2 separate regions of the Mus musculus genome follow, and region 2 is linked to region 1. Evidence: chromatin contacts called from public promoter capture Hi-C data. All regions are on one chromosome and are shown on one strand. Each heading gives the region's core, a stretch centred on a gene start, on an enhancer-like site or on the middle of the called end of the contact. The rest is flanking DNA. Distances are from core to core; before and after follow the strand shown. Region 1 holds the start of Ackr3 (atypical chemokine receptor 3). Region 2 holds the start of Cops9 (COP9 signalosome subunit 9).

Evidence for each region. Promoter capture Hi-C pulls out the DNA fragments that hold promoters and counts their contacts.
Region 2: a promoter capture Hi-C map of embryonic stem cells shows a contact between it and region 1, with 4 times the contacts expected there. The contact joins the promoter of Cops9 here to the promoter of Ackr3 in region 1. A contact is called at or near these places in 2 of 39 promoter capture datasets (embryonic stem cells and liver).

What each region holds. Positions count from the first base shown.
Region 1 is chr1:90,200,360-90,206,452 of GRCm38.p6, reverse strand. Ackr3 (atypical chemokine receptor 3) reads right to left here and starts at 2,473. Exons shown (of 2, transcript NM_007722.4): 1 at 2,366-2,473.
Region 2 is chr1:92,639,295-92,646,248 of GRCm38.p6, reverse strand. It overlaps Cops9 (COP9 signalosome subunit 9), which reads left to right and starts at 4,264. Exons shown (of 3, transcript NM_001163425.1): 1 at 4,264-4,369; 2 at 6,490-6,562. The coding sequence starts at 4,307. It overlaps Otos (otospiralin), which reads left to right. Exons shown (of 5, transcript NM_153114.2): 2 at 373-565; 3 at 823-915; 4 at 1,041-1,067; 5 at 1,732-2,031. The coding sequence starts at 858. The coding sequence ends at 1,916.

The DNA.
Region 1 (6,093 bases), core at 1,224-3,723:
GGAAGGCATCAGAAGGCTAATCCCTGCAGAAAATATCCTTGCCCGACACCTGGTCCCACTTGCTTCTTTCTTTAGGCTGTTTGCTTCCATTGTAACAGCAGAGAGGTGCCCCAGTGCCTGGGGAGTTTGAAAACAGTCATTACTACTTGTCTATCAATTTTATCTAAGCACATAGATTTCAATTACCAGACTTTATGTTTGTTTATTGTTTATTTTATTCTGAGACATAATGTGTAGGCAACATAACCCAAGCTGGTCTCAAACTCATAGCAATCTTCCTGCCTCAGCCTCTGGAGTTCTGGAATCACAGGCATGCACCCAGCCTAACAGGCGACAAGAAACATTTTAATACCTGATTGTCCTTAAGAATCCCTGGTTGCTTAGCTGAAAAGTACAAATGCCTTTGGGGGCCCAAATTCCATTCTGTTTGCTACAAGATCTCAGAAAAGTAAAAGTTCTAAAGTTGTTGGGGCCCTTTCCCCCTCCTCCGTGACTCTAAAAGTTTATAAAGGAGTGGCCCTTCAGACTCAGCTCTGAGTAACTGCAACCAACTTCCCTGTGTAGATTTGAAAATTAGAGCACTCTGCCTCAAATCCTCACACAAAAAGCCACTGTTCTGACTAACCAGGGTGTTTCATGGTCTTTCTTTCTTCTTCTTCTTCCATTTTTTTTATCCCATTTAGAAAGCCTACCCTTGGCCAGCTCTGGGTCTGATTAGAAATCATAATACTTTCTTAGCTCCCTAAGGGTTTGCTAATAATACTGGATAAACTCCCCTCCAAAGCCCTGACTCAGTTAAGCACAAGCATGCAGCCGTGTAGCTTTCTGGAACTTTAAAATATATGTGTGTGATTGCACTGTGCATGCCCCTTTAAAAACAAACTGGAGGAACCCAACAGGCAGCTAGCAAGCAGTCGGACTTCCCCAGCTTTTACACCTCTGCTCCCAGACAGATCCTTCCAGCCCCTGCTGCCTCCTGGAGGCAGCAGCTGAGCTCAGCAGAGAGCAGCACAAAGTGTTCACCGCTCAGACTGGGGGAAATTAGAGCAAAATGTTTCCAAGCTGGAGCCTGTGCACAGCTCCCGATCGAAACAGGGTTTTCATTTCATTTGGGGCAGGCTTCTATTCAGATGGGAGAAAGACGGGGACTTGGGGGCTTTATCCATTTACAATCTGCAACGAGCCAGGCACAAAAAAACAGAACCACCCCCATCCCTCCTTTCTGGTCCTATCCATTGAGCTCCACATTCTCCTGAACTAAATAAAGACCACAAAGCCAGCATCTGCTCCTTCAAAGAAAAACAAAGTTTCCATACTGGCCACAGCACAGACTGGGGTCTCAGGGATGCCACTAACCCAAGACACCTTTAAAAAGATGCTTGATCCTACCTCACATCGAAACAATTAATTAATCTGTTTGTGAGCAAATGAATGGAGAGACAGAGAGAGAAAGGGGAAGAGACAGCCAGTCTGCCTTTCACAGTGCCTCATTTTCCTAGTAGCTAGCAGCCAGGAGTCTTGGCTGACCAGGATCCCCTGACCTCAGAGTCTCCCTCACTCCCAGCCACCCAGTGAACCTTTATGCACCCTAACAAAAGTCAGCAACACTCACAGTTCACTTGGAGAGTAGATTTAAATTCAAATACTAGATTTCTTAGTGTCTGCTTTTTTTTTTTTTTGTCCCAATTGAAGTTGGACAACACTTTCTAGGAGAACAATAAATACTCAAAATTAGATTAGCAGGGGTGCCATGAAGAGATAAGATGAAGAGGAGCTAACATTCAATTTACAACTTCCAGAATTCAGGAGCTGTGAATTAATCCATCCCCACCCCCCAGAGCACGGAGTTTAAACTCATCCTAGACTCAGAATGCTCAGCCCAGTTGTCTGGTCCGCTGAAGGATGCCTCTGGGCATATCACATGCCTTTCTGGAAGTGCGCTTGTGGTTTTTACAGCCAATCTGATAACCAGAAGTAGGAGTGGGCAAACAGTGATGCCAAGCTCACCCCTAAGCTGGCTTTGGGCAACCTCAATGGGGCATCCCACATTCTCTGCAAAGTTTCCCTGCTTCCTGGAACTTAAGTACTCACAGAAACAAATCAGAGTCCAGTAGCAAACAAACATACACAGAGGTTTCCCTCCACAAATGACTGAACTCAGATCCCCCAAATCAGGAGCAGTAGCTTGCAATGCAGGCATGCAGCGTGCTTTGAGCTTTCCAATCCGGACCTGCAGGCTCTAAAGCCCCCAGCTCAGGGATCCAAGAGTTCTCAGAAAAAGCCCAGTTCTCGTAAGAACAGGAGTCCTGCCCCTTGCCGTAGTTGCTCGGCAAAGCTGTCGCAGAAGCAAGGCTTTCTTACTTACCTCAGGGCTTCCTGGGCTGTGGTTTGCCTTCCTGACGGTGAGCGCTGCAGGCTCCTTCAGTGCTGAGCAGTTTGTAGCAACTGAGATCTCTCAGGGCTCCGGACTTGCCTTTTATATACACTGCGGGAAAGTGCCTCTAGGTGGCAGTTTTGCAACCCTCGGCTCTCCTCCCGCCCCTCCTCTCCCACCACAGCGCGCAGGCATGCAGGCTTGTACAGGCGCACACGCCCTCCTGTAACCCTCTCTAGGTTGTTGTTTCCTGCACAAACACATTCTTGGGAGCCCTCAGATCCCTCCCTTTGCAAAGGCTAGATCCTATTGGGGGAAATGTCAGCAGAAGAAAAACCAAAAGAAGTCCTAGGACGTTCCAAAATGATAGAATATTGATCCAGTCTCAGGTATAGCTTTTAATAATCCCATGAGCACCGGGAGTTCCTTTGAATGCCTGTAGCTTCAGGGAAGACTTTGTTCCCAAGACAAATTACTCTGAACTTCTGAACTTCGATGTTGGTTTGTCAAGCTTGCTCTTTCTTTGTCGATGCCTCCTGGACAGAAGTCACATTTTGGAAAGGGGACGATTAATCGACCCTGTACCGCCATCACCCAGAAGTGAGGGAAAGTGCCTTTAGGTTGGATCCAGATTCTGCTGGAACTCTTACACAAAGTCCTTAAGGCCCTATTAAGACCGTGTTCCACGGAGTCGAGCAGTGCCAGTCACTGAAAAGGCCTTGTCGCAGGTGAGGTAGAGTCGTCATTGTGAGCTTAGCCAACTTTTATCGCAGTCCTCATCTTTATCAAAATCTACATTCTAATCGCGATGCACATTGCTAAGATTCCCTGTTTTGTTTTTTAAATGTGTCTCTTGCAATTCCCCATTTAGTAAAACTCAAGCACAAAATGACCCAATCTTTACTTTTAAAGCCGCGCCACTGTAACGCCTCCCCAAGTGCCCCCCACCCTCCAAAGGGCTGGTGGTCACTCTGCTCTCATGCCCCCCTGGGCCTCTGAAAGGCAGTTACAGCACCCACAGTTGAGGCGCGGGCTGTACGCAAAATCTGCCTTCACCAACACTTGCCGAGTCTATTTTCTAAGTCTCCGGAGAGTGACTGCTGAACACAGGAACCCGAGAACTTGGGGATCAGAGTCTCACGTAGGCTAGAGAGCTTCGGTCTAGGGAAAAACCTTAACAAAAGAAGTGGTTTGTTTAAACAGCCTTGCACTTTACTCCTGGCGGGGCAGATCCTGCTCAGTGAGCTCCTGAGGAGCACACCTGCTTTCCGGGCTGTGGGAGGGGTGTGTGTCTGCAAGGAGTAGTGTGAGATCTGGTGGGGGGTCATACGGCCTCCTGGGGAGTCTGTGACCTCAATGCAAGGGAGAGGCCCTGAGGCCTGTGGGCGGAGTCTGTGGCCCGGAGATGTGGTCTGTGGTCTCAAGGGTGGATCTGGGTCTAGCTAGAGGTGGGCGGTCCTACAGCCACAAAGACTGGTCTGTGGCCCCAAGGGGAGGGAGGTCTGAGTCAACAGGGAGGGTCTGTAAGAACAGGGAGTGTCCTATAGCATCAGGCAGGGACCTCTGAGGCCTCAGGGTCAGAAAAGGGTCTGGGGCCTCCGGACCCAGCTGGGCCGTACTACCCCAGGCCTTCTAGCTTTCATTCACTGAAGACGAGGCACTATTAGCAATCCGCCCCAGTTTGGGATGCCAAAGCGCCTGCGCATCGCAGCACGCCCAGGCCCGGGGCCAAATCCTCTGCAGGGAAGGTTCTTGACTGCCTTTGTCCAGAGCCCAGCACTGCCTGGGAGCAAAGCAGAGACCTGCCCTCGTGCGGCCATCCCAGGATGTCCACAACAGGGGCCGGCTCTGCTTCTCACCGCGACACATGGACCAAGGCGGACCTCAGAGAACTGGACTTCCCAGGGGGAAATGCGCTTGCTACAGCAGAGCCATATTGATGAGACCATGCACTTACTTGCTAAGAAAGAAGATGCAAAGTAATTTTTTAAAAAGTAAAAAAGTACACACCCACCCTGAGAGAGAGAGAGAGAGAGAGAGAGAGAGAGAATGAATCAAGGGTGAGCATGTAGTGTTTTCTAAGAAGGCATTGATGTTCCCCAGCTCCAGAAAAGATTGACTTGGTAAGGTTAAGCCTATTGGGCTGAGACACAGCATGAGGTCCTATTTAATGCCTCCATCCTTTGGCCAAGAGCCCACCTGGTGACCCACACAGATGACAGATTCAGTACACTGACCCAGCTGCCTGGAGCTCAGCTCTTCGGGTGCTACAGGCCTCTGGGTATCTCCCAGTCAGCTCCACCCCCTTCCATATACACCTAGGGTCTGAAGCCCATTCAGCAACAGTTCCCTCTGGAATCCGTTCTTGTGTTAGCATGCCATTACCTCCTGCCTGAATCCCACCCACTCAACACACTTTGACCCTTGAAGGGACAGGGCTGTAGCAAGCTGGGTCCTGCTCCCAGCCTGCAGAGAAAAGTGGAATAGTTGAAAATGTTGAGTTACTATGAATATGTCGGGAGATCTTCAAGCAGCTGGCCTGGGGACAAAGCATTATAATGTCCTTGTGCTGCAACCCAGGAAGACGCGTCATCTTCCAGTGGCCAGGCAGAACAGGAATGGACTGCTTCCTGCTGGACAGGACGTGCTCCCCCTCCCCCAGCCCCCAATTACTGCAATACCAGATCCCTTCCTTAGAGGTAAACTTGGTCAGTGCCTGACCCACAGAGGATATCCCAGCTGGATGGTCCAGACAGCTCCATCTCGGAACTGATTCTTGAGTCAACCCTCCCCACTTGGATGTCTCTGAGTGCCAGGCATCTATCTATACTAAAGGGACCTTCTATTCTTGCTGGGTGCCAGTCAGGATCTGAGGAACAGGTGCGTGTCAGGGGTAACTAAGAGAGATGCAGACAGGCTGACTCTTCTTCTCCCACCTCCGTAGGAGTCCAAACTCTCATGACATGGAGTTCTTTAAGAAATATAGGAGTCATCTAATGCTAATGATGCTTATCAACATCTGGGTGATATTTAGAAATGACCCTTAGACATAGCTAGGTGTGAGTGCTGGCTGCCTTGTGTTCTTCTGAGGGCCCCAGCCAAATTCTTCCAGGTACTCTTCACAGCTATCCTCCTCTCAGTTCCGTAGTGAGGAGATGGAGGCTCAGAAAGCGGGTGGCTGTGGGTGACCAGAGGGGCCATGCAAAACTGCCTTTGTCTGCCTTCACAGTGCCCCTTCCTGCCTAAGAAGCAGTAGTATCTTACGTTGGCACCCAAAAGCAGTAAGCTAAGAACTGAGGAACAACTCCTCAACTAAGGAAGGATCCCAAGAGAAACTGAGATGCAGGAAGGGAAAGATACCCAGGTGTGTGAGTCCAGGCACAGGTGTGTGAGTCCAGGCACAGGTGTGTGAGTCCAGGCACAGATGTGTGAGTCCCGGCACAGCAACTGCTCCATGTGGCCCTCTGCAGCCTGGTCAAGGGAACTAGGTCCCACTCTCATAGCCTCTAGCCACTGTCTAAGGCTTGCAGGCCATGATGGCTCCACCTACCTGCAATTAGACTCTGCAATCAGATCAGTGTTTTTCTCTGCCTGAGTAGCAAGCTACATTAAAACTGAGGAAGAAGTACAGAGAAACTAAGAGAGGCACAGCAACTTAAGAGCACCATGGGTTTCTATAGCATGTGTGGTGTGAGCTTTGTCCAGAATAGGAGTGTCCT
Region 2 (6,954 bases), core at 3,015-5,514, 2.4 Mb before region 1:
ACACTTCCTCTGACAGGTGGGCACAGGTTCTATCAAGGGATAACCACAGAGGTCTGAGCTTAAGGCCCTGGTGTTTACTGCTACTTATCCTCTGGCCTTCTCTATTAGAGACTTGGAGGAAAGCTCTGATCTGAGGGAGGGGTCCAGCTTGGCTCACACTTCCTCTCTATGGCTGCTCTACCAGTGTAGTGTCCTGGGTGAAGGAGTGTCTGCAGGCTTACAGAGGCCACGGGATCACAGGGTCCTGTAGCACAGCAGGGGAATTTCAGCAGCCCCTGGATCAGATGTAGAAGGAGGGGCATTAGATGGACGTATGCTGGACTCAGCTTTGAAAGTTTATGGCAGATTTGATCTGTTGTCTGATGCCCCCAGCTGCTCCCACAGGCCCTCCTGCCAGCAGAGAAACAGAGACCTACAGTCCTCTGCTGGGGAATGAAATATTCAGTTTGATGGCTCAGGAAGGTGACGCTTCCTTCCTTGTCCCAGCCCTACTATAAAGAGTAGCCGGAACATTGGCAGTGGCCCCACAAGGCTGCAGATTGCACTGAACAGACCAGCAAACAAGGTACCCTCTGGGAGGGTTTGGACTGCTCTCTTAACAGACAGGGTGGATCTGGTGTTTGTGATGGGGGTGGGAACGGGAGAGACATCTCTTAAACAGTCAAAATTGATAAGCTCTCACCTCAGAATAATGGCTGAGAAAAACAGAAACAGAAGCACTTATGAAAAGTCTAGCATTCCTAAGGGTGGTCCACGGCGGGGTGGCAGGATGGGCTCATCCTAGTGGGCATCGTCATCATCCTTGCCTTCCTCCTGCTGCAGGTGGTCCTCAGTGAACTGAATTGCCCTTGGTAAGGATGCAGGCCTGTGTGCTGTGGTGGCTGGCCCTTGGCATGCTGCTGGGGATTCCTGCAGGTGAGGGGCCACTCTAGCCATAGCTCTCTTGCTTTTCCATGCCTCTCCGTCAAAGTGTCCTTGTCCTGGTCTGCAGTGGTTAATGGAGGTTCGCCCTAGGTGATGGCTCTCCTTTCCTTTTGCAGGAGCCAAGCCAATGCCAGAGGAAGCAGGTAATGCTTTTCGATGTCTTTCTCTCACTGGCAAAAGGTACTGGCGCATGCAGGTGGGTGGGGGAGCAGAAGCTGCTCAGCTCTGGCAGTGGGAATGCTAGGTCTCCTAAAGTATGGCAGTGCAAGTCCTGCTGCCAGGGGGAAGCTGTGCATGCTGAAGGATCCAGGGCCCCATCAGGCTGGGCCTTGTCTTCTGCCATGTGAGAACACCCGGGCAGAAGACAAATGAATGGGCTCTTTGAGTCCCACCCTCAGTTTGATCTCAGACTCTGGGTACTCTCAGGAGTCCCAAGACCACAGAGGTGGTCTAGCCTGTGCTCTAGAACGTGGGTGCTGTGTTCTCTGAAGCCTCGTGGGCATGTCGCCTGAACTCCCCCTCTCCCCTCCCCCACATCATCATCTTCTCTGCTCATCATCCTCCAGACAAGGACAAAGCCCCACTTTGTTTTGTCCTGTCTCCCTTTTCTTCTCTTTCCATGGGAGCAGGTACTCTAACGGGTAAGAGGTGCATTCAGAGTGACTCAGACTCTACTCCTGGCTGGGAAGGTGTCCTCCTGGTGTCAGACACTGGAAGCACCATCCACTTGGTCTGGCTGTATAGAAGATGCTCTTCTAGCGGGGATAATGAGACAGGCACCGAGACTACCTGTGTCTTGTCTTTCAGATCCCCACACACAGCCACCAGCTATGCCCTACTGGCCTTTCTCCACCTCTGACTTCTGGAACTACGTGCAATATTTCCAGACCCAGGGCGCCTACCCACAGATCGAGGACATGGCCAGAACCTTCTTTGCACACTTTCCTCTGGGGAGCACCCTAGGCTTCCATGTTCCCTACCAGGAGGATTGAGCAGTGTCTAGTCTTCTGCCTCCCTGGCTGCACTGCCCGGGGCTGAAGGTAGTTCAGAGACACGGGGGGTGGGGGGAGTGGAGCACATGAGCAATAAACTCTCTCTGAAGCTGCACACTGCCCCTGTGGGTTTCTTTCAAGGAGCCGATGTATACTGCCGCACTGTGAATTAGCTGGGCTTCATTCTGATGAGCATGGGGCATGCCTTTAATTAAGACATACATCATTTCTATCCATCAATCACTGTCCATCAGGCCTTTCAGTCTTAGCTGTCACTTTGTCATTCTATCTTCACAATGACCTAGGGGTGGGGTATGGTGGCCCCAGATAAGGAAGCTGAAAGAAAGACACCAGGACAGCTTCACTTGTTAAGTCCACATGCCTAGTTAGGCAAGCCAGACAGCCTTCCCTCGACTGCCGGGTGAACTGCAGTCACATTGGGGCCTGGCACCCACACTCGGTACTCAGCATGTTCCTGGGAGTAGCAAGAATCAAGTAGCCAGAGCCCTGTCTGTGAGGGAGAGCCATAGCCCACACTTATAATATCTGAGGAGAAGACTCCAGGCTGAGGCTGTTGGGGGAAGGGGAGTCTCCCTGGGCAGTCCTCTGGTTACGTTAGGATATGAAGGCATGTGGCATAACACTGGGGCAGCCTGTGTTACAGGTGATGAGCCTCCCTGACATACACAAGACATGCAAGCCAAGAACACAGCGGCAAATGCCCCGCACACCAGCAGGAAGAGGCCTCCCTGACATACACAAGACATGCAAGCCAAGAACACACCGGCAAATGCCCCGCACACCAGCAGGAAGAGAAACTAACAGGAGGCTCCCCTTGGCTGCCTGCTTGCCTCTGTGTCCTTAGTTTGACCTTCATGTGGGTATCTCAGAATGGCATTGACCTGGCATCTGGGGTTCTCCAGTTATTTCTTACACACCCGGCACAGTACACTCAGGCTTAAGGGGTAGGAGTGATTGTCTAGGCTCAGTTCCCATTATATCCTGGCTGAGTAGGTTTCCCTAGATCTGTCCTTACCTGTGATCCCCATTTTCACTCTAGCAGCCTGCACCCCAACCAAGCCCCTGACACCTCAAAGTTGTTAAAGGAAAACCCAACCAAACCAAAAACCCAATCCTACCCAACCCACCCACCCACCCAACCAACCAACAGTTCTCCAACTCTTTGAACGCAGAGGAAGGGAAAACATCCAAAACCATCAGGAGAGGCACAGGAGCAAAAGCCTTGAACTGCTGGAGAGACTCAGCGCAACCACAGTAGCAAGAGGGACTGACAGTCAAGGGGCAGGGTGGGGGTAGATGGGAAATAACTCAGGGGTAACACAGACGCTTTGCTGAAGTCAGGACCAGAGGACATCGTCTGGGGATAGTGGAGGGTGAAGAGCCCTATCAGACATGGAGAGCAGGCAGGTATCAGCTGGATTTCAGGCTTCTTGCTACAGGGATACTTGTTAAACCTGGATTTTATCAGGAGGTGCTCAGAGGATCCTAGGGGGACATCCAGGAGACTCACTAGAGTATTCTAGTCTGTCAGAGCATCTCAGGCCCTCTCTGACAATGATCCACACCTCTCTGTCCCTTCCCCATCTTTTTTCTTTCATTCATTCTTTAAAAACCATGGTATAATATAGCACCCTAACATGTATCCCCCTGGCCACCTCTCAGGGGACAGTCCAGTCATTTAATGGACACCTTCCCCCCCAACCCCACCGCACACCTCTAGAACTTTTGATTTGCAGATCTAAAACTGTGTCCACTGAGCAACCACCATCTCCAACACTGCTGCATTTATGAGTCTGACTGCTCTAGGGATCACTTATGAGTGGTACACAGCGTTTGTTTACGTTTCACTTAACAACATCCTTAAGGGTCCTCCATGCCCATAGCTTAGGAATCCCTTCTTAGTTTTAGGATTCCACACTATCTCACCGTGTAGATAAAGCCCATCTTGTCTGCGTGCACTGGGTTGCTTCCTCCTTTTGGCCGAGGTGACCCTGTGAGTGATCACTGAGCGTGGACTACTTTTGGATTTCTGTTACCCCCAACAGCACCCGGGGATCCAATACCCCCATCTTCTAGCCAATCCATTACTGCCTGCGAATCCTAAACAGTAGCCATTCGGATGGTTTTGAACTGCAGCTCTGCTGGGAAATGGAGAGTCTCCTTTCTCCGCTGACAACTCGTGCTGTGCGGTGTTGCTGGTCCTTAGACCGTCATCTAATCCGCTGCCCTCTTTAGCTCCCAGAGAGCTGCCCTGCAGCCAGGCCAGCGAGTGCCACCGAGGCGCGGTCCTCCGAGGTCTAGACGTGCTCGGAAGAACGCCGGAAGTAGAAGGGGCTGGCCGGAAGTGAGCGCAACGCCGCCTTGTCGAGATGAAACCCGCAGTGGATGAGATGTTCCCCGAGGGCGCGGGGCCCTATGTGGACCTGGATGAGGTGGGGTGGTGGCGGCGCGGAGCGATGCGTGGGGGTGGGAGCACGCCTGCAAACCTGCGCGGGAGCCCAGGCCTTTGGGGATTCAGAGGCTGGGGAAGCGGGAGCTGCCGGGGACAGTCGCAGGGCCCGCGACTGTTAACGTGAACTGCAGCGAGGAAGTAGGGTTTGCTCGCTGTCAGTTGATTGTGGCTCCTGATAAATCTTCCAGAGAGGGAAGGCCCGAGCGAGGCTTACGCACTGACAGGCCTCAAGACCCCAAGCTCTGAGAGAAGGGTAAGGGATGGTGTGTGGTAACTGCGTGCTTGGTGCTGGGACTCGGTTATTTCGTGTAGACACATACAGAGTTTTCGAGCGATCCTGTGCTTTTGATTTCCACCATGGTCACAGATCTCTCCCTGATATGGGTGGTTATGATCAGGAGTGTCAGCCAGCTCTTGTATGTCTGCTTCCTGTTCCTCCTCAAAGCTCAGCGAGTAGGGCGATGCGGGAACGTATCCCCGGACCTGAGAGATGTCAGTTGTGGCCCGAAGAGGCCGGTTGCATATCCTAAGCAAGGGTAGGGTGGGGTGAGGGTGCCCTACAGACGTATCCGTGGGGTTTTAGTCGGCTCAGTTGAGGCTTAAGAGAGGAGCTTGCCCTGATCCAAATATTGAAGGATGTGCCCTGTTGACCTTGGGATATAGATGACGAGAGCCATAGTAGCGGAGCAGAGCGATGCTCCCTTGTCCACTAAAGGAAGGGGATGCCTTGTTGTTTGTCTTATGGTTTCTATTGCTGTGACAAACACCATAACCAAAAAAGCAAGTTGGGGAGGAAAGGATTTATTTGACCTACATTTCCAGGTCATCACTGGAGGAAGGCAGGACAGGAACCTGGAGGCAGGAGCTGATGCAGAGACCATGGAGGGGTGCTGCTTGCTGGCGGGCTTGTTCACTGAGGCTTGCTCAGCCTGTTTTATTATAGAACCCAGGACCACTAGCCCAGGGATGGCACCACCTACTATGGGCTGGGCTCTCCCTAATTGAGAAAACGTCTTACAGCTGGATCTTGTGGAGACATTTCCTCAACTGAGCTCCTTCCTCTCTGATGACACTCTAGCTTGTGTCAGGCTGACACACAAAACCAGCCAGGGCATAATTGAACACCGAGGGGCATGAACAAGCAGGTCCGCATAAGGACGTCTGCAGAATGAAGTGGGCTCTGTGATTCCCCTGATGAGGCAATTGCTCTCAGCCTTAGCCCCTCAGTCCTGCAGCAGGTGATCTGAGGGCATCTCAGTGAGGAAGCCTGACTTCCTGTGGGGGTTGTGCCTTTGGAGGGTTTGGGGCTTCGGTTTATACAGAGATAGTAGAGAAATGGAAACAAGAAGAAGGAAGCCTTAAGGAAGTTGTGATTGAGGCAGTGAAGGCAGGAGGGCTCAGCCAGGACTTCAGAGGCAGTCTGTATGGCTTCCTGCGGTGGCGGGGGTGTGTGCAGAGGCAGAGACAGAGGCAGAGGCAGAAGGAAGATTCAAAAGAGAGTACAGGACATGCTCATGTACCTGACACTCCAGGGAAACTTGAACCAGCAGCCTTCGAGTGATGGGGCCCAGGAAGGAGGAGGCCAAAGCCAGCTGTACTGTGAGACACACCCACAGGTCCCTGCTACCACTGTTCTGGGTGACTAACTGGCACAAAGCCTTTGAGAGATTGGGTATGGCGGCTGCCCTGGAGGATCCTCCCCAGAGCAGCAGCACCCCAGACCTCAGTTCAGGAATGAGCAGCTTCCCAAGGGCTGTGGTCTCAGAAAGAAGGGGGGCTCTAGAGCAGACATCCAGCTTGCTGATGTACTTCTGTGGCCTCTGGCATTGTCTAGGAGGTTGAAGACTCCGGCAAGAGAGTACCACACAAGGCCATGCCAAGGAAAACTCAAGGGACACAGGACCTTGAGAGAGCTTGAAAATCATTTGTTTGGCTTCCCCATTCACACTATTTTTTCTATTTGGAAAATTCTGCCTCCCAACTTGAACATTCTTGTCCCTCAGTGTCCTGTTCCAGGGAGGTGGGATGGGTTTCGTAACAAAGCCACCACTTACTTTTGGGAAACAAATACACTGGATGACCCTGCCTCTCATTCTCCAGGCTGGAGGTAGCACCGGGCTTTTGATGGACCTGGCAGCCAATGAGAAGGCCGTTCATGCAGACTTTTTTAATGGTAAGTGGGTGCCAGGCTTAGTCAGGACTTTCCTCTGCCGTGGACAGCTTTGTGCTGTGGGTAATTTGGATCATGGAACAGTGTGGCCCGGACCTTGTTCCTGGCAGTTAGCTCTGCCTGTCAGCCCTGTCTGAGGGGAGAGCAGGAAGTAAGCTTCTCCCCAGTTTACTACCCAGGGTTGCATTTGAGCAGTGGTATGAAGAGCACGTGCAAATGGACATTGATTATGGCCTGCCTCCCAGACACAGGCCGGCGGGGCTCTGTCTTTGGTCTCTCCTGATAATGTGCGTCCCTTTCTTCCCTGGGTCACACCTGTTTGTCTACCTGGACTCATGGCCACTGCTGCCTTTGCAGGGTAACAGCTGCGCTCAGCTTCCGCTCATTCCGAGCGA